Regions from separate parts of the Drosophila melanogaster genome. Here region 2 is linked to region 1. The links are chromatin contacts, called in public Hi-C maps. All regions are on one chromosome and are shown on one strand. Each heading gives the region's core, a stretch centred on a gene start, on an enhancer-like site or on the middle of the called end of the contact. The rest is flanking DNA. Distances are from core to core; before and after follow the strand shown.

Region 1 (5,034 bases), core at 910-3,409:
GATAACACAGACAGCAGACAGGGCACATAATAATAATCAACAAAATAAAACGCACAAGGCACGCGTAAAAGCAAAACAATTTCTTCTAAAACTGAAAGACGACTAAGGCAAATATTAGCCATGATTTCCCCATTACGAAAACAATAACAAAGTAGATGCCGATAAGTGGTGAATTGCGGGGGGGGGGGGGGAGTGTGTGCGTTGCGTTTACGTTTGAGGAACAGGAGCCCCAAGAACAAGTCGCAGAAGCAGACTATCCATAGAAGAACAACGCAGCGCTGAATCATGCTCGAAAAATACGGAAAATATAATTTGGTTTCTTTGAAGACCGATTGGATTAATACTCTTAATAAATTACGATGCAGGCTAGTTTTATCAGTGACTATCAATACATAACTTTTCAGACTTTATCTATTCGTAAGTGCTTAGCAACCGTAACAAAAAGTTGGCACACGATAACAATGGCGTTTATGTTGCAGTTCCAAAAAGGTTTTAACGAAATTTTATAAATCACCATTAGGACCATTGCATTTCAACATTATGAAAATGATCTTTAGATCTGATTATTCAAATCCTGTTTTACTCTTTTAACATGAAATTCTATAATAGTTTGGGATTATAATAATATCCATTGTACAAAATATGGAATCCAATGAAAACAGAAACAAAATCCCTTTTTAAAATCTGGTTACATTGTAGATCGGCTTGTTTAACATCTAAGAATTTATACATATCTGGAAAACTTGTGAACAGAATTATTGTTATAGCGCCTCCCGCGGAAAGCACACGGAAAGACGTATAGCGGCTTGTTTAACATCTAAGAATTTATACATATCTGGAAAACTTGTGAACAGAATTATTGTTATAGCGCCTCCCGCGGAAAGCACACGGAAAGACGTATAGCGGGGGGTGGTGGGGCGGTCGAAAATGGAAAACATATAAAATTAACATACACACAGAGGAGCAAGAACAACAACAAGAACGATGCCGGCAGACGATGAGCGAATGCGACAGAACGAATGGCGAAGAAAACGAAACGAAGACGAAGGCGAAAGGCGGCCGCAAACATTTGAGGTTACGTTTTCAGCGAAAAGAATGCGAGTGGGTCGGTCTTTTATTTTATTATTTTTTTTTTTGTTTTTGGGTTGTTTACGAGAATTATATCTCCATTTCTCCCTTTCGGTCCTTTCGTGCCTCCCAAGAAGCCCCCCAAAAAAGGAGAGACAAGTGCAGCATGCGAAAAGGAAGAGAGAGAACGCGAATGCTGTGCCCCTGGAAGCTCGCACACACCCACACTTCTAGGGGAGGGGGGTATATATAAAAACAAACATAAAGATAAACCATAAAAGAGATGGCGGACAAAACAAAGGAGGTGCGGCCAATAAGTAATTAGGAATTAAAACCATTTGAATTGTTTAATATTTTAGTTGGTAGTTAGGCGTTCTTATTGGGAAAAGCACATATATACAATTGCAAGGCGTCCCGAGAGAGAGAAAGAGCGAGAGAGCACACACACACACGTAAGAGGGAGCTGAATGGTTTGGCGGGGGGACGCGGGGAGAAGGAAGAAGCAGAGCAGCCAAATGGCCACCGCTCAAAAGGAAGAACACGATGGTATAAGGAAATAATGAAACACACACATTCGCACACATACGCACAATCGGAAAAATTTGTTCACCAACCAAACAAAAAGAAAGGAATCATATAAATTATTCAGGCACACACTTAATTGATTTTTACCTTTTTCGGGCAAAATACGAATTAATTTCGCAAACTATTTATACATGTTTGCATATGTACAAAAAGCGGTCTGGAAATGCACACATACACTCATGCCGCCGAAATGGAAAAGGAAACCCGATGATGACAATGTAAAACGAAACAGGAGTACTTTACGGTTTTTAGCTGTTTTTTTTTGTTCATTTCCTTTTTTGAAACACTTACACATGCACTTAAAAAAGCCTTCTCGTTTGCATTTCCATTGATTTGATGGTGTGTGTGCTTTCGTTAAATACGAAATTTAGATTATTTAAATTACAATTATTTACACAGGATGATGAAGAAGAAATCGGCCAGGAATTTCTTCAACGTCGCCGCCGTCCGTCGCAGAACGATAATAAAAGCGAAATGCAAAGACACACTGGCCAAATACAACTACAACAAAGAGCTAGAGAGAGAGGAGAGAACAAGAACCCCCCAAAATGAGAGCAGTGTTGGCAAACGTGCGAAATCAACAGAGAGAACGAGTGAGCATGCCCACAGAGTGCGAGAGAGAGCAAGAGCGGGGGTGCGAGCGCAAAAGACCGACAATTTATTTTACTTTTATTAACATGCGCGCAAAATATTTATATAAATTGATTACACATTTTCTTGTTCTTTTATCATCACCCCCTTTTTTATATTCACCCTGGCAAATGAATTACGCTGCCCCAGCCAAATTGTTTATATATTATTTATCAATCGATTTTAGGGGCATGCCAAATTTGATCAGACGCCAGTCGCACACAAACACACACTTGAGCACACACATTCACAGACCAACACTCGCGCATACATACACACGCACCAGGGTGTTTGTTTTGTTTTTGTTTGCGGCTTTTTTTTTTATCAATTTGTGATCTTTTTTCGCAGCCGCAAATTTGATTGTGATTTACCGCCGATTGGAAATGTAAACAATGCTGTCGAACTATCAGCATAAGGCTGGCAGTTTTAAAATACTTTTCATATTTTATAGCTGTTGGGTACTCACACCTTAGCTTATTTGAAAAATTTACATATTACAAGCACGCCGTTCTAGGTCTGCTTCTTCTTACGCGCGAACATTTAGTGTGACCGCAGCTCGACCGTTCAAATATACCATTGCGAAGCGCACTGAGAAACACTCTCCAATAGTTCTAAGATACCAAAAATTTAGCATACTACTATATGTAAGTTATAATTTCATTTACTATCCCATTAGAGAAATTAATTGATTTTTATGTTCTATAATGCATTTAACTAGTTGCCCTAGTTTTAATGTTGTTAAAATAGCATTACAACAATTACCGTTTATAACTTCACTTTCTTCAGAGTGACCATATAATGTAAAGTACAGTGAACACTGTATATAAAGAATCAATACAACCATGGATTTACATATTTTTCCATCTGGTTTATATCAATAGATAATATATGTTAAATGATATATATAAAAACTAAATTACACAAAATTTTTTTAGGTATAGTAGGTTTATTTAAACTTGTATACGATTGAAATTTCTGCAATCAAATCAAATTTGTTGTTACAATAAAGTTCAGTTCTACTTCGGAACTTGAAATCTTCCCCAAATATGTTATTTATGTGTTATTTATTTGGTAATTTCAATCCAAGTTGAAATCGTTTTCCGAGCTATGTGTCGTCATTACAGTGCAGTGCAGTTGTAAACGGTTTGTCCGATTTCTCAGCAATAAATCGGAATATATATGTAGACAAAGTGTGTTGTTTTAGGAGGGGAAGGTTCTCTAAAGTCCAAGTAGGTCCTATCCATTTTTGTGTTTTCTTCTCTTACTTGCAGATTTTTTTTCGTTTTTTTTTTTTTGCTTTTACAACATTCTTTTTTTTTTGTGTTGATTTTTGGGGAGGGGTGTGTGGAAATGTTTATAAATTGTATGTTTTAGGCAGCTACCGATTCGGAATCGTTGTAGTTATCCGAAACATAACCGTCGTTGGCATCATTTTCGCCATCGGAGTTCCATTTGAGGCCATCTCCTTTGGTTGGTGTCCCATCCACGGCACGGTCCTCGTCGTTCGACTCCTTCTTGGAGTTGTGTTGGCCCTGATCGGCGGAATCAGCATCATCTGCATCGTCATCAATATTTTTCGCTGGGCGACTACGGGGCTTTGTTGTTTCCTCTTTGGACACCTTGCCAGCGGCAAGAGAGGGACGTCCACGTTTCTTCGGCGCCACTACCGTCTTCTCAGGCGAGCTGTGTTCCTCCTCCCCGGAGTTCTCATCGTCCTGATCGTCGTCATTGTCCTCGTGCTTCTCGACGGGTGCAGCATTGGCCTTTGGACGACCGCGCGGACGACCGGTGGGTACGTAGCCAGTACTGCCACCGCTACCCGACTTGTTCTGTGGTGGACGACCGCGTTTCTTGGGCACTTGTGGCTCCCCATCGCCATTGGACTCGACAGCCCGCTTCTTGGGTCTTCCCAGGCCGCGTCCCGTGCGCGATATGTTCAGGTTGACGGATCCAGCCGACGGTCGGCCCACTGGGCGACGTTCTTCGATGCTGCTGTTGCCGTCGTCGTCCTCATCCTGATCGTCTGTTTTGAAAGAAACAAAGCAATGTTAGTTAATAGGTATAATAATGAAATGAATCCAGGAATATATTTAAAGTAATATTTGTGAAGGTAAATCAATGGTCTATCGACCATTTACATATTTTTGATTTTGATTGATTGCATGGTTGCGGAATGTTGAAATCATGACTCTACCTGTGATCTTCGAAAAAAAATCACCAGGTAGCGTAAAGATAAAAGTGCAAGTTTGGTGGAAGCAAACAGTGCTTAAATTTCCATTAATTGAATTGAGACCATGAAATGTTGGGGATTTACGTACTAACTGCACTACCATAGGCTCACCTTCATTCTCGCTATCGCTGGGCTGGTGCTTCTTGGGCCTGCCGGCCTTGCGCTTCTTGGCGGAACCGGGCGTCTTCACCGAATCCCCGGATCCTGATCCGGCGCCACCACTGCTCTTGGGTCGTCCCCTGCCCTTCGTCGGCGAGGGTGATGAGTTGTTTGCAAGCTCAGCGCCGGAGCCATCGCCATCGCCGTCCTCCTCCCCCTCGTCTTCGGGATCTTCGTCATTTTGGATTTTTGACGCCTTCGGTGGGCGACCCCGCTGTCCACCACCGCCACTGGAGCCCTTGTTCTTGGCGGGACGACCGCGCTTTTTGATGCCTGGCGAGATTGCTGCAACCGCCGCTGTTGAAGATTTACCACCGACGGATGCCTTTGACGGTCGGCCGCGCTTCTTTACCGCAACTTCC
Region 2 (5,034 bases), core at 1,095-3,594, 270 kb after region 1:
GTTTTGGCCTCTTTGGACGCGTTTTAAATTATTATAAACAAACAGCTTTGGGTGCTGTTTTAGTGACTACAGAAATGTGCAAATAATTAAGTCCCAATGCTACCGAATTCTTCTATTTATACAACCAGCTGATTAAGCAACACGTAGGAAGCAAACTCGTGAATGAGTTTCCTCAGTTCCACGATGTAAACTTGTGGATTAAAAAACAGGTGTGCGAGCAATGGTCGAAACTTTCCAGGCATGCCACCAAGTGGGTGGCAATACCCCCCTGCTACCCTGTACAATGCCGCATCATCATCATAACTTATGCCTTTCTATCAGTTCGGAAAACAGCGGAAACTCTTTATCAAGCTCGCTGGCCGATGATGATGAAAATGAAACTGTATCGAGCGAGAGCGCGCGGCTCGTAATTAATACACATAATAAATTATTTAAACATAATTGCTGTGCATTTAATGCACTCCCTTGAAACATGAAGTGCACATGCCCGGCAGTCCGTGAACAACTTATTCCAGTTCATTGTTATCTACAGGCTTGGCCTCTTGTAAACTTTTCATATCAAGTTACGAACTCGTCGTTCTCGGAATCTTGTCCCAAGAACAAGACTTGTCACATTTCACACTCTCTCTTTCTTTGCATTGATTCGGTGGCGATGATTTCCCAAGATGAGGAAAGGTCTCAAAGCGACACATCTGCACTATGGCTACTCGTATTCATGTGCAATTCACTTGGGTCACTCCAGTTCAAACCTCGTCTTGGAGGCGTCTCTTATCAGCCTCCTTAATAAATGGGTGCATGCATCAGTTGGATTCCCGTTCCCATATAGCAGACGGTCCACAAATAACTCAGTTACACAAAGGCGGAGTTAGTCAATAAGTGAATTATACGTATAGATGGATCATCCGACTACGCAATTAATTAAATAATTCCGCAATAACGAATGTGAAGCGACGTCAGTAGAATGTAGGTAATTCTTTTATATAACTAAGATTACTCGGCTTGAGTTTCTTAAGAATTTCGTTTTATTAGAACTTGCAGTGGAGCAGCAGTATAACTAATCGTACGCCCAAAACCAGATCGAATTGGTACTCCAAATCGTCTATATAGGTAGGTACATTTCTATATAGACACCTATTTCTATTCTACACCAAAGCGAAAAAAAAACACTTTTATTCAACTCTGCTTCTTGTTGCGAAAAATATACGAACTGTATATGTGCATGTATTTTTATGGTTTCTCGCATGGGTTTTTGTATTTAATAAACTGATTAGATAAGATAGATGTCGGTGAATGCGGTGTACATAGGGAATTGGACTTGAAAGAGCAACGGCGATAAGTGGATGTGGAACCATGGCGAAAACCCATGGTTACCTGGTCAGAGGAGCCATCGAATCCCCAGAATCAGATTGGATCCGGGCAGATTGCAAGGGCACGCGCTGCCAATTAGGTAAATTAATTGAGGTTAATGCGGAGTGTTTATTGTGCCATAGGTCGCAATGAATTGATTAGCGACATTATGGATTGTATTGGATTGGGGCGACAGGCGATTCACGTACTCGGTTTCCTGCGACGTCCTCTAAATGGCTGTGTAACCATATAATTGTTTGATAACTAAAAATGGTATCGAGCCCATTATGGTGGAGAATCAAGTCGCCTGCCAAGATCCCCGAAGAATAAGAGAGCCCCACAACAGCGATTGGAATTGGAATTGGGACTGGAAGAGGAAGCGAGAGCAAGAGAGTTGGGATCGTAAACCGAAACAACTTGGCATTCCAGAGCTGTGGACGGATGGGCGGTCGGATCGGGGGAGGTTTGGTGGGGGGGGGGGGGGGGTGCGGTGACGTGAGCGCAATACAAAGTGACTCAGGTGATGGTGAAAAAGGAGGAACGATCACGAAGATAACTCTCCCAGTGAGTGAGATCTATGCTAATAGTGTTTACAGCCAAAGATAAATGTTGTTATTTTAACAGCTCGTGCAATCGCAGACCCACTGAGCGCCCACACCATCGCAAGGTCGTCGCAATTGGGTGTTATTGAATTCATTCTGCGCTGGATTCGACATTTGGCCAGCTAGCTGCTGGCGAGGATGAACTTAGTGGGATACGAGTGTTGCGTAGACGCTTTGAACTGGACGTACTTTTAGATACGGGACTTGTGTGCCCGTACTTTTATCCGTATGCGTACTATTTGCAATAATCAATCGAACAACACGTCTGGCTGGCGATGACGTGCGACTTGATCGCAGTGTGGATGTGGATTACTCGAACTGGCGGCGGCGAGAGTATAAAACCGGATAAACGAATAGCAACAACCGATCGCACGCGATGTCGTCGAACAACTGAACCTTTGGCGATTCCGATTCGTTTAGCTCGCAGAGTTCGAGTAGCTCGCAGATACGCGAAGAGCGAACGAAGAGAGCGCGGTGGAGCAGCTCTCTCTCTTAGCACTTGGCACACAATGTTTCCTTATCAAAGGTTTCGGTTTGGATAAGAAGAATTTGGCGAACTACAGCTCCAGGTTTCTAATCCCTATAAATATTTTTGCATTTCTTTTTGAGTAAATGATGTGATGTCTGCAATTCCAACTTAATGTTTCGTATTCAAGTTGATAACATTTTGGTTTGAATGCTTATTTTTAGAATACAGAAGCTCAATGCTCATATAAGTACATAAATAAGCCCATGATTAAAAACCACCATAAATAAGTTCATAATGATAAATTAGTTACTTCTATTTACGCATTTTCTACTACGAATAAAACGTTTGAATCAAACTTCGAAGTGCGTCAAATTATTAAGACTGAACTACTCACGCAATTACTTAACTGAGAACGCAAAATACTACTTTAAAGCTACTTGTGAGCTACAAATCCTGTTGCGTAATATCCCGCCCTGCAACCCGAGTATCTGGCATAAGCCATTAATCAACGACATTCCGCAAGTGCGTGCCTCCAAACTGGGCTTTATATCTGTCCGATGTAGGGGTAATTAAGCCAAAGAACCGCCTTGCGGGTTAGACCGAATAAAATGCGTTTACTGCGAGTATGTGGCACTGGCGTACATGAGTTCAATTAGCCGACACGTTGATGGGGCACTACATTAATTAGAATTACCACTGCACTGGGCAAGTCACTGCCGTACAAAGAATAAAGGTCAAGTGACAAAGGCTTCGACCCAGACCCAAAAAGTCGGGCGGTCACAGCAAAGAGAAGAGCCGGAAAATTATTAATACACAAATATGAATGTGCAGCATTTCCAATTAGGGATAGCTACTTAAGCGAACACATGAGCAACATGTGTGCCACTACTGCAAACACCAAAGATACTTCTGGAAGACTCTTGACAATGGGAATTGTACCAAAAGATATGAGCAGGTGCGGCGGAGCACTAAGGAGCACTCACAGGAGTAACTCAATGTGGCTGGGATGCAAATTGTTCCCAAGGTCGCAGGGTGAAATACTGTAAGGAATCAAATTCGCAGGCTAGAAAGGGCGACTATGCATAGCCAAGGGGCGAGACCAGATAATGTTGCAGAGTGTCTCCATTTCCCGTTTCCGGTCTGTCCGGACCGAAGGGAGCGGAGTGCAGTGTTGCTATTTCTGAACAGCACTCATATTTTATATCTTATCTCGTGCAAGCGGCCTGGAACAGCGAATCATGGGGGGGAGGACTGAAGTGACAAAAACAAATATAACTAGATCCAATAACAATCGTGGAAGGCTAGGAGTGATCCCCAATCAAATGCGCATGTGGCAGTGTTCAGAAACTGCGGGGCATTGCACCTTAGTTGGAAACCTAAAATAAATAAAAGAAACCTACATCTGACAAACTGTTGCCAAGGATTAAACGAGAATTTGGCAAAAAGCTTTAGGAAGCTATAATTTTCAACAGATGTTAGATTGTTACAAACACAATAAATGAACACCAGAAATTAGAAAACAAAGAAAAAAGCCCGTAAAAGATCTCTAATTTATATTGCTGATTCCATGACTTAAGAAATGGAAATTTAAGCATGCCCAAAATATGTAGATTAATTAAGATATTCTTCATTCTTCATTGGACGCAAGAGGAAAAAACAGCCGTCACACTGGAAGATAAGGACAGGCTTCCGAAAAATTTAAAGAAATTAACTCCGATATCAATCTTTCTTTTGATTGATTGTTTATATGTATAACAAGTCGGACCGTATTTTACCGCTTCTTTGGTTCACGTCATAGCTAAAAGATTATTATTTCATTTTTCTTTTTCGGATCTTTCAAGATAACCATTTAAAAGACCATTTTTTAATAAATAAATAAAACTTGCTCACAACGAAATTTTAAACAAATGAGCTAGGCATAAATATGATTCGAATACAATCGTATCACGACACTCATTCTTTACTTTTAAGAAATCGATAACATGTGTGTGCTCAGCAACTATCTCATCACTAACTAACTGTACGGGGTGTTGACAACATTTAAGTAAATTTCGTTCGACAATTGAGAAAATGCCTGAAAGCGACGTGACTAAAATGAAGGTAAGTTAAAAGATTAATATTAGGAGATGATCCCAATTATGTGTTCCTTTCCAGGTGGCGGATTTGAAGCGCGAGCTGAAGCTTCGAGGGCTCGCCGTGAATGGAAATAAAACCGAACTGCAGGACCGATTGCAGACCGCGTTATTAGAGGGGGACCTTTCTCTGGAGGATTCGGCCATAGCAGATGCCATTGACGACGACGATGTGTCTTTCACCGACGAGGATGAGCACAAGCTGCTGGGCGATGAGAACGACGATGAGCTACTGAAAAGTCCGGTTAGCACACCCACAACTGTGGCCATTCCGGACCTTCTAGCGGAAGAGAAGACGTCTTCGGCCCCAGATGCAGCTGCGCCGACCAAGAAAATAGTTCTGAAGCGAAATAATTCCCAGCAGTCGACGGGCACGGTAGCCAGCACGGGGACAACTCCATCGAAGGAGAACGAGGCGCCCGCTGCAGCTGCTAGTGACTCCACCGGCGAAACTCCTACCAAGAAGCATAAGCCGATTGTGGTC

Evidence for each region. Hi-C and Micro-C count contacts between places; a contact is called where the count stands out from the background.
Region 2: a Hi-C map of the Kc167 cell line shows a contact between it and region 1, with 2.2 times the contacts expected there. The contact joins the promoter of RhoL here to the promoter of pum in region 1. A contact is called at or near these places in 5 of 107 Hi-C or Micro-C datasets (the Kc167 cell line, the ML-DmBG3-c2 cell line, brain and 2 more).

Annotation. Positions count from the first base shown.
Region 1 is chr3R:9,234,866-9,239,899 of dm6, forward strand. pum (pumilio) reads right to left here and starts at 2,160. Exons shown (of 13, transcript NM_001275474.1): 1 at 1,945-2,160. It overlaps D1 (D1 chromosomal protein), which reads right to left. Exons shown (of 3, transcript NM_169262.2): 2 at 4,625-5,034; 3 at 3,218-4,306. The coding sequence ends at 3,654.
Region 2 is chr3R:9,500,237-9,505,270 of dm6, forward strand. It overlaps RhoL (Rho-like), which reads right to left and starts at 2,345. Exons shown (of 4, transcript NM_079568.3): 1 at 2,139-2,345. CG8149 reads left to right here and starts at 4,420. Exons shown (of 2, transcript NM_141641.4): 1 at 4,420-4,518; 2 at 4,573-5,034. The coding sequence starts at 4,489.